Linked DNA regions of Mus musculus: regions 1 and 3 are each linked to region 2. Evidence: chromatin contacts called from public Hi-C and promoter capture Hi-C data. All regions are on one chromosome and are shown on one strand. The core of a region is the stretch at or near the end of the contact, and the rest is flanking DNA. Distances in the headings are between cores, read along the strand shown. Region 1 holds the start of Tat (tyrosine aminotransferase). Region 2 holds the start of Hp (haptoglobin). Region 3 holds the start of 1700064F23Rik (a long non-coding RNA gene).

The links. Promoter capture Hi-C pulls out the DNA fragments that hold promoters and counts their contacts. A called contact is a pair of places that touch in the nucleus more often than the background predicts.
Region 1: a contact with region 2 is called in a Hi-C map of liver, with 6 times the contacts expected there. The contact joins the promoter of Tat here to the promoter of Hp in region 2. A contact is called at or near these places in 3 of 39 promoter capture datasets (embryonic stem cells and liver), 4 of 484 Hi-C or Micro-C datasets (all in liver) and 1 of 115 datasets of contacts at active chromatin or transcription factors (hepatocytes).
Region 3: a promoter capture Hi-C map of liver shows a contact between it and region 2. The contact joins the promoter of 1700064F23Rik here to the promoter of Hp in region 2. A contact is called at or near these places in 3 of 39 promoter capture datasets (liver and pre-B cells), 5 of 484 Hi-C or Micro-C datasets (the G1E-ER4 cell line, embryonic stem cells and liver) and 1 of 9 other capture datasets (liver).

The regions. Positions count from the first base shown.
Region 1 is chr8:109,988,952-109,992,100 of GRCm38.p6, reverse strand. It overlaps Tat (tyrosine aminotransferase), which reads right to left and starts at 1,665. Exons shown (of 12, transcript NM_146214.3): 1 at 1,581-1,665; 2 at 382-628; 3 at 154-258. The coding sequence starts at 616.
Region 2 is chr8:109,577,867-109,580,683 of GRCm38.p6, reverse strand. It overlaps Hp (haptoglobin), which reads left to right and starts at 1,512. Exons shown (of 5, transcript NM_017370.2): 1 at 1,512-1,674. The coding sequence starts at 1,670.
Region 3 is chr8:110,005,209-110,008,049 of GRCm38.p6, reverse strand. 1700064F23Rik (a long non-coding RNA gene) reads right to left here and starts at 1,525. Exons shown (of 3, transcript XR_879187.1): 1 at 1,247-1,525; 2 at 959-1,100; 3 at 524-641.

The sequences.
Region 1 (3,149 bases), core at 416-2,915, 410 kb before region 2:
TAATTAAAAAAAACATTAAAAGTTAGGCATGATAGTGCATGCCTATAATCCCAGCTCTTGAAAGACTAAGGCAGGAGAATTGCTAGTTTGAGATCAGACTGCATTATATAGCAATGACCAAAATGCACTCTGAGCTTCTCTGGGCAAGCTTACCGATAGATGGGGCATAGCCATTGTACTTCCCGGAGTCCAGGGCATCCTTCATGGCTTGGGTCACTTCAGGGTCTGTGGGCAGGTTCCCAAACACAGTAGGGTCCCCTGTTCACAGAAGAGAGAAGCTAAAGAACCGCCAAGACTTTACATCCCCACGTTCGGGTCTTATCTCCTCCCCTCTCTTCCTGGCAGCACATGAGAGCGGGAGGTCAAGTGGCCCGAACTCACCAATTGACAGAGAGATCACGGTTTTGTTCGGATTCGGCTTCACCTTCATGTTGTCCACAATGGCTCGGATGGGATTGAAGGTTTTATTGGACATGTCAGAGGGCCTCACATTCCACCTGGCCTTCCTGCCCTTCGCTCTCCCTTGCACCGAGCTTCTCCCGCCAATATTGACGCGAACATCCAGCACTGAAGGTAGGCTGTCATTGACATTCGTCTGGATTACGTAGGAGTCCATGGCTCACAAAGCCTACAGGGAAAAAAAGAGACGTCCCTGTAAGGCTAAGATGGGGAGTTGGGGAGCTGTGTTTAGACCTAAGCAGGGGTGACCTCACACATGCATCTCTCTAATGCTTTTATATGATTTCACTTGTAAGACAGCTTTGGATATGAATAGGAGTGGGGTTTAAGAATGTCTTGCAGAGATAGAAAATATAGGAGCAACTCATTTTCAAAATTATCAGGGAGCATTTAATTGAATATTTATCTACTACAAGTAGGATTGTTTTTTTTCCACTTGTCTTTGGCATGGGTGTGTACTTGTGCATACACATGTTCCACTACAAATGTGTGGAGGTCAGAGGACAACCTCAGGTTGCAGTCCTCACCATCCGCCTCATCTCACTGTGGGTTCTGGCATTACAGATGTGTACCGCCACATCTGACTTTACATGGGTCCTAGAGATCCGAATTCTAATTCTTGCCCTTGGATGACAAGGGCTTTTCCTGCTGGGTCAGCTCTCAGCCTTGTGGGATTTTCTATATGCAACTCTAACCCTATGCTCTGAGTTAAACCGAGAGAAAAAAAAAAATGACAGGAGAGTATTCATCAAAGCATGTGGGCTACCATCTCGCCCCCGAGAAAGGGTCTTCCCAGTACCTTAGCCTGGGCATCTTGGCAAGACCAAAAACTCAAAAACTGTAAAACTAAGGCAGTGGAGCACTTGGCTAGCAGAGCCAGGACCTATGTTCAATCATAATACCATTAAGGAAAGAGAGAGGAAGGGAAGAAGGAACAGAGAGAGAGAGACAGAGACAGACAGACAGACAGACAGACAGACAGACAGATGAATATTGATGCTAGTTAAAGTAAGGACATGTCAGATAAGCATCCCAGCCCTGGGCAGAAAAAGCCAGAATATCAGAAAGAAAGCCAGGAGCATCGCAATCACCATCACAGTGCAGAGAACCTCCGGGATTACCTTCCTCGTCCAGGCAAAGCAGTCTCCAAGCAGCCAAACCTATAAGGCCCACGAGCGCTCCTCCACCAAGTCCTCTGATGATGAGTTCAGGTGCGGTCCTGACCCTTGAAATAGTTTCAGCCAATGGGCGTTGGGCCTGAAGCCCTTATGCTATTGGTTGAGAGTGAGGACTAAGCCCCTCCCCTGGACCTCCCCCCACTCCCCCCCCCCACACTCTGCTGTTTCTCACCCCAACCCTGGGCCACCATCCAATCTGGGATTTGTCCACACATCACGTTATCTGGAATTCTCTGTGTTAACTCTTTCTGGTCATTTGGTGAGCTGTTTCAGGAAACTGTGGAGGGCAGTTGGGGTGACAGCGATTAACTTTATTGTCCTTATTTTGTTATGAAAACTATTGTGTTAACAGTACAGAAATGCATTAAAATGAGGGTCCTTCTGGTAGTGCTTTCTCTGTGCACTCCAGTCTCACTCCTGGACATGGGCAATGATAAGAGCTTGGTTGACTATTCATCTACTGCATGTGGGATTTGCTATGGACAATGGGAATCTCCACAAAAATTCAACCGCACTCCAAGGAAAAACAAATTAAAAAATTCCATCAAATAGGTTAGTATAAGGATAGATAAATAGATGCAGAGATAAATGAATACGTGATTTAATAAATTTTCAAAGCACAGATAGAATCACGCGCTCATTTGACAGTGGGCATTTATCATTGCCATTGTCGTCGTCGTCGTCGTCATAGTCGTTGTTGTTACTTTGTCCTGTGCCTTGATCCCCTTTACTTGGCATACCACAGAGGTCTGGACTCCATTTAGAACAAAATGGGAAGTTAAAACAAATTAATAATCCATCAAGAAACAAGGCAGCCAAATTCTCTGCAGCTTAATTTTCATTAGGGTACAAAACTGTTCAGGAATGCAGTGAGTTGAAGGATCTGAAGTCTGAAGTTTTTAATTTTTTCTTTAAAGAATAGGAAATTCTCAGAGCAGCTTGTATTTGATCACAAAGTTAACAATGGAACTAACAACACTAGTGGTAGAATCTCTCTCCTATGCTGAAACACACACTCTGATTCCTGGACCACACCTGCTCCTTGCTCCCTCAACAGGCACCATCCACCAGAGGCGCTAGACTAATATTTGCGTAGCAGTGTCTCTGCGCATGTGCAGTGCTCCAATCACCACACTTTGCAGGCCTACAACGTCTACTTCCTGCCGTGGGCCTGAAAAGGCAGAGTACTATTTAGATGCACAAGGCTCACATCACACTGGGCACGACAGAGCTCTAGTGCCCAAAGACACGTATCACTATCACCTCCAATAAAAGCTACGGCATGCAGAGATGCTTCATAAAACACAGGTGTTGCCAGAGTCCTGCTGTGCACTTTCTTGTGGACATTAGGACATTGGGTGTCTTCCTCAGTCACTTTCCACCCCACCCCACCCCACACACCCCTTTTTGATATAGGGAATTGAACCAAAGCAAACGCCTCACCACTGAGTTGTACCTCTAGCCTCTCCGCTTAGTTTAGAGTTGCATGGTCTCATATAGCAGCCACAATCA
Region 2 (2,817 bases), core at 263-2,762:
TCACATATTTGGGATATTAAGTCTTTATCAATAGAGCATCTGCAAACATTCTCTCCTTTTCTGTGACTTTTGCATCTTCCTTTTTACTTCTATTGTTTCTATATGCATTGTAGGTGTGTGTGTGTGTGTGTGTGTGTGTGTGTGTGTGTGTGTGTGTGTCTTGCATCTGGGTTCAGAGGCACTGGATGCCCTGGAACTGGAATCACAAGCTGTTGTAAGCCATCCGATGCTGGGAACTGAACCCAGGTCCTCTGGAAGAGCAGCGAGCGATCTTATCCACTAAGCCATAGCTCCAGGCCTGTCTTCTCATTGTCTTGATGTTGTTTGTGAGTTTGGGGTTCTTTAACAAACTGGGCTTGGCTTTGAGCTCTGTCAGAGCAATGAACTTCCCACTGCTCTCCTGTGCAGCTTTGTCCTTTCTTGTCAGAACTGTGAAATCATTCCTGTTCTCTGTTGTCCAAGTGTCTGCATGGCCGGACAATATCCCATGGAGTGACCATGAAGCACACTAGTTACCAGTGTCCTGTTGATAGGGATCTGGGCTCTTCCCAGTTGATGTGGTACTACACCAATACCACTATGAACAGCCCAAGTGATTCTGTGATGAGATCTAATTTAAAAACAATTATTTTTTAAACGAGTGAAGCCATTTAGATTGAGTTGCTACATTTGAGTGAACAGCATGCCAGGACAGGTATATGGCTGAAGCATTGATTTCTTTTCTCAGCTGCCCATTTGGACTGTGAAGCTACAGAATGTCCTGCCATTGAGTTTGCCCTGTGTCTACATTAGCCACGTGGTGTGATTTTCCACTAAGAACAATCAGAGGAGACACAGCAGGCTCACTTTACTGATTTCAAGTCGGAACACTTTTAGCAACAGAAGATGTCCTCACGGGTGGGTGCGGGCAACTGCCAAATGGAACCAATTTCTGTTTACTGCTCTCTGAATGAGAGTGTAGGAATGTCTACACTGGATTTGAAAATGGTTCTGAGATAAACTTTTCTCAGCACTGAAAACTCCAGATAAAAGAGCCAGTACAAGAGTCCCATATCGGTCTACACTATAGCTTTAGACACTCTGAGATTAAAGAACAATGGATCAAGACCCAATAAATCCAGTCTGTTGGTTGCAAGTTCCAGAGCTGGCCACACTCAGAGATGGCCACACTAAGGCAGCATGGTTGAAAAAAGGAAAACACTTTCTTTACAATTCCAGCTAAGGCTGGGTCACAAGGGTGTCTAAAGGGGCTTTGAAATAATAATAAAAAAGGTCTAACCAACACCCTCTCCCAATTAAGTGTCAGATTAATGCCCCTGTTCCCCGTCCCACTCTCTAGGGGTTATCCACCATTGTGGTGGGTGGGAGGGGTCATGAAGTTGCTAGATTTCTTCATGATTTGTAAAAATAACACAACGCAGAGGGCCAAGTATGAAGCAAGAGCTCAGCTTTTGACAGGGGTTTGCTTTGTGGTTTGGTTACTGGAACAGCCAGTGACCTTAGAGACGTTGTGCAAACACAGAAATGGAGGAGGAGGGGAAGGAGGAGGAGGAGGAGAAGGAGGAGGAGGTGGTGGTGGTGGTGGTGGGATAAAACCCCTGAGGCATAAAGGGCTCGGCCGGAGTCAGCACAGCCCAGCCCTTCCAGAGAGAGGCAAGAGAGGTCCACGATGAGGTGAGTCCACAGCCCACGCTTCCCACTTTGAGTACACCGAGTATAAGTCTACGGGGAGAGGTGAGAAGCTGGGATGCAGGAACCAGGCTGATGAGCTAACCTTCTGTGGGAGTTAAGCCTGCAGCCTGCAGGCCACACACAGCTGAGGACAACTGTGAACGCAGTGCAACACAGAACTGCTGTATACTTACCTAAAGCATTAGGAGATTTTTTTTTTTTTTTTGGTCTTGTAACTTGACTATGCACTTTGAGTGTGAATCTTGTCATGCTAAAATTTTAGTGACACCATCAAGGTGACCACTTTTTTTTTTTTTAATCAAAATAGAAAGACTTTGAAGGTAGCGAAAAGACTAGAAGCACAGTGTTCAGAAGAACTTCCTGACTGGTCAGCATGTGCAGGCAACTGGGTAGCATTTAAGTGTGGTCTGTGTACCAATGATGGCCACAGTCATAGGTTAGGAAGACAGACAGTTTTCTGGCATTCTTGGGCTTGATATGCAATCCTTTAAAGGCAAATACCTATGAAGTAATAGGAACAACCACATATGATACGGTATGTATGTATGTATGTATGTATGTATGTATGTAGCATGTATGTATGCATGCATGTATGTAGCATGTATGTATGTAGCATGTATGTATGTATGTATGTAGCATGTATGTATGTGTGTATGATGTGTGTATGTATGTAGCATGTATGTATGTATGTATGTATGATGGTGCACACCCAGGGATTCCAAAAGCTGAGGCAGGGTGAGTCTGGGAGTTCAGGAGTTTGCGAAAAGCCTAGGCAAAGAATGGGACTGTGACTTAAGAACAACAACAGCGACTATGACAAATTAAACATCAAAACCACCTTTTTATTATGGGAAATTTCCAAAAGTGAGAATAGCAAAATAAACTATAGCCGTCATCTTTAAGTTAGTTACAGTGTCCTAACAATGTCTTCATAGCCCGGTACTTAATGGATGGGAGCAGAGGCCTCCCCTCGCAGGACCTCGGGGGTCACCACTGTGCCCTGGGCCTCCTCTCCACTCCACTCTTTTCCCACCTCCCACTTCTCAGCTTTTTTTTGAGATAGGCACAGCACAGGCTGTGGTCAAAGCCCCGATCCTCCTGCCTCTGTGCCAGAGTGTGGAGAGC
Region 3 (2,841 bases), core at 276-2,775, 430 kb before region 2:
CACCACAGTGGGTTGACCTTTCCCACATCAACCTTAAGAGATGGCTCGGCAATCAAGAGCACTTTGTTTTGGATCACAGTGGTGCACACCTTTAATCCAGCCCTTGTGAGGCAGAGACAGGCGGGTCTCTGTGAGTTCAAAGCCAGCGTGGACTACATAGAGAGTTCTAAGACAACCAGGGCTACACAGAGAGAAACCCTGTATTTTAAAAAGCACATGATGTTTTTATAGAGGACCCTGGCTCACTTCTCCACATGGTGGCTCTCAACGATCTGTGACTCTGGTTCTAGGGGACCCAACACCCTCTTCTGACTCCTGAAGAAACAATCATTCATGTGGGTTATTTTACATTTACATACATTCAGGCGAGACATTCATACACATAAAATAAAATTAATAAATCTTAATATATATATATATATATGAAAATGCCCACAAACATGTCCCATGGGTCACCCTTGCCTGAGACCGTCCCTCCCCAAATGTGTCTAGGTTTGTGTCCAATGAGTTTTGTGTTTCACAAAAATTTAACCAGAACACCCTGCCCTTAAGAGTAAGTGAAGCAGGCCCGTGAGGTGGCGCAGCGGGCAACAAAGTTCGCTGTCATAGTTGATGGGTGACTTGAGTTCGGCCCCTGGAACCTGCATGGTAGAAGGAGAGAGCTGGCTCTATCCTCTGCATGTCCCCAACACCAACCGGAAATTAATAAGGACATTAGAAACCTAACACAGTTGGGTTTGAGTTTTACATCACTGTGGTTTTTGTTCAGATTATCCCGAGGTTAAAGGTAGATGGGCCAGATATGGTGAAGCCAGTTAAGAGGGTGTGGAGAACTCGGACATTGGTGAACAGGGAAGGAGGGGCCGGATCTAAGGGATATTTGGGAGGCTTGACTTGGAAACAGGGAGGAGTGGGGGGGGGGGGGTGCTGGCCAATCACTGAGAAGGGGAGGGTTCACCGGAAGAAGACTGGACGTGGGCGGCTCCATTGTGAGTAGAACCTCAAAAGCCATAGCCTGGTGATGCTTTCTGAAATCTCCATGTGGAGGACTGGGGGGAGAGTCAGCTGTGCAGGTCAGAAATTCAGGAGAGCGGTCTAGCCTGGAGATAAACATTTGAGAGGCGTCAGCCTGTGGATGAGGCAGAACCCCTGGGACTCAAGTGTTTCTTCAGGCAAACACAGCAGTTGCTATGGAAACGCTGAAATGAGTAGTGGAGGGATTGGGTGAGGAGTCTGACCACCTCACCCGCCATAGCTCCGTATGTTCACAACAGGAGACAGGCTATGAGGTTAGGATGCTGGCCTATGAGGGTGTGCTGAGAGATATTGCAGTCTCCCACGTGTTAAGGCCCAAAGAAAATGAAAGACAGACTAGAGAAAGGTCATAAAGCGTTTCAAAGGAGGGGACTTAGAGCAGGGAGGGGGGCCCTGGAAGAAGGTCAGTCAGAATCTACGCAGTGTCAAGCTGACTGCCACAGCGGTGCAGTCAGAACATTAAATGTCACCTGCATGGCTGGAGATTCTGGGGTAGAGAAAGGGAGCAGCAGGCTGTGGGGTTTCCATGGCAACACAGCAAAGCAAATAACCTGACACCCTCTAAGATTCAAAACACCCAGCTAGGAAAGCCAGATCCAAGCCAACGACTGGACCCGTGGGCAAAGATGCCCACCGCCATGCCTGATAACCGGGTTCGATGCCTGAGACCCACCGGTGGAAGGAGAGAACTAGTTCTCACGCGTTGTCCTCTGGCCTCCCTATGTGCACCACTCCCCTCCCACCACCACACATAAATAGATGTAAGAAAAAAATTTCTTCTTCTTCTTCTTCTTCTTCTTCTTCTTCTTCTTCTTCTTCTTCTTCTTCTTCTTCTTCTTCTTCTTCTTCTTCTTTCTCCTCCTCCTCCTCCTCCTCCTCCTCCTCCTCCTCCTCCTTCTTTTTCTTCTTCTTTTTTTTTTTGAGACAGAGTTTCTCTGTGTAGCCCTGTAACTCACTCTGTAGACCAGGCTGTCCTCGACTCAGAAATCTGCCTGCCTCTGCTTCCCAAGTGCTGGGATTAAAGGCGTGTGCTACCACTGCCCCGCTTGGAATAAAAAAAAAAAATAACCAGCAAGTATTTTCAGATTTGCAAGCAGTCTCAAAGAGCAGAAAGATAATCTCTCAAGGAACAGAAACAAGAATAAAATTATGATTGAAATATTGCAGTAGCCAACTGGTGTGCAGTTCAGCCCTAGGAAAGAAAGCTTAGACCCAGGTAAAGTTAGGAGTTTAAAAGCCTGAATAAATCCAATCCCATCCAAAGGTTAACCTTGAATGACAAGATGGGCTCAAAAGAGAACTCTCGGCCATGAGTGATGGTTTACATCCATAATCCCGACCAGAGGCAGGAGAACTTCTGTGAGTTCAAAGTCAGCCTAAGCTACCGAGTAAGATCTTGTATCAGAACAAACACAGGACTGGAGAGACGACTCAGTGGCTCAGAGCACAGGACCTCAGTTAAATGTCTAGCACCCATTTCAGACATGCATGCTTCCTGAAACTCCAGCTTCCCGGGATCTGATGCCCTCTTCTTGCCTCCAGGGGTACCCACAGAGATGTGGGATGCACTTGCTCACACACACGCACACGCACACACACACACCACACACCACACACCACACACCACACACCACACACCACACACACATAATCCTCAGAACCCATTTTTTAAAGCATCAGGTACTGTGGCAATTATTGTAATCCTAGCACTTGGGGAGGCAGAGCCTTTCACCTGCCTAGCTTTCTTGGTGAGTTCCTGGCCAATGCGAGGCCCTGCCTTGGAAAGTAAGATGAACAGTGTCTGAG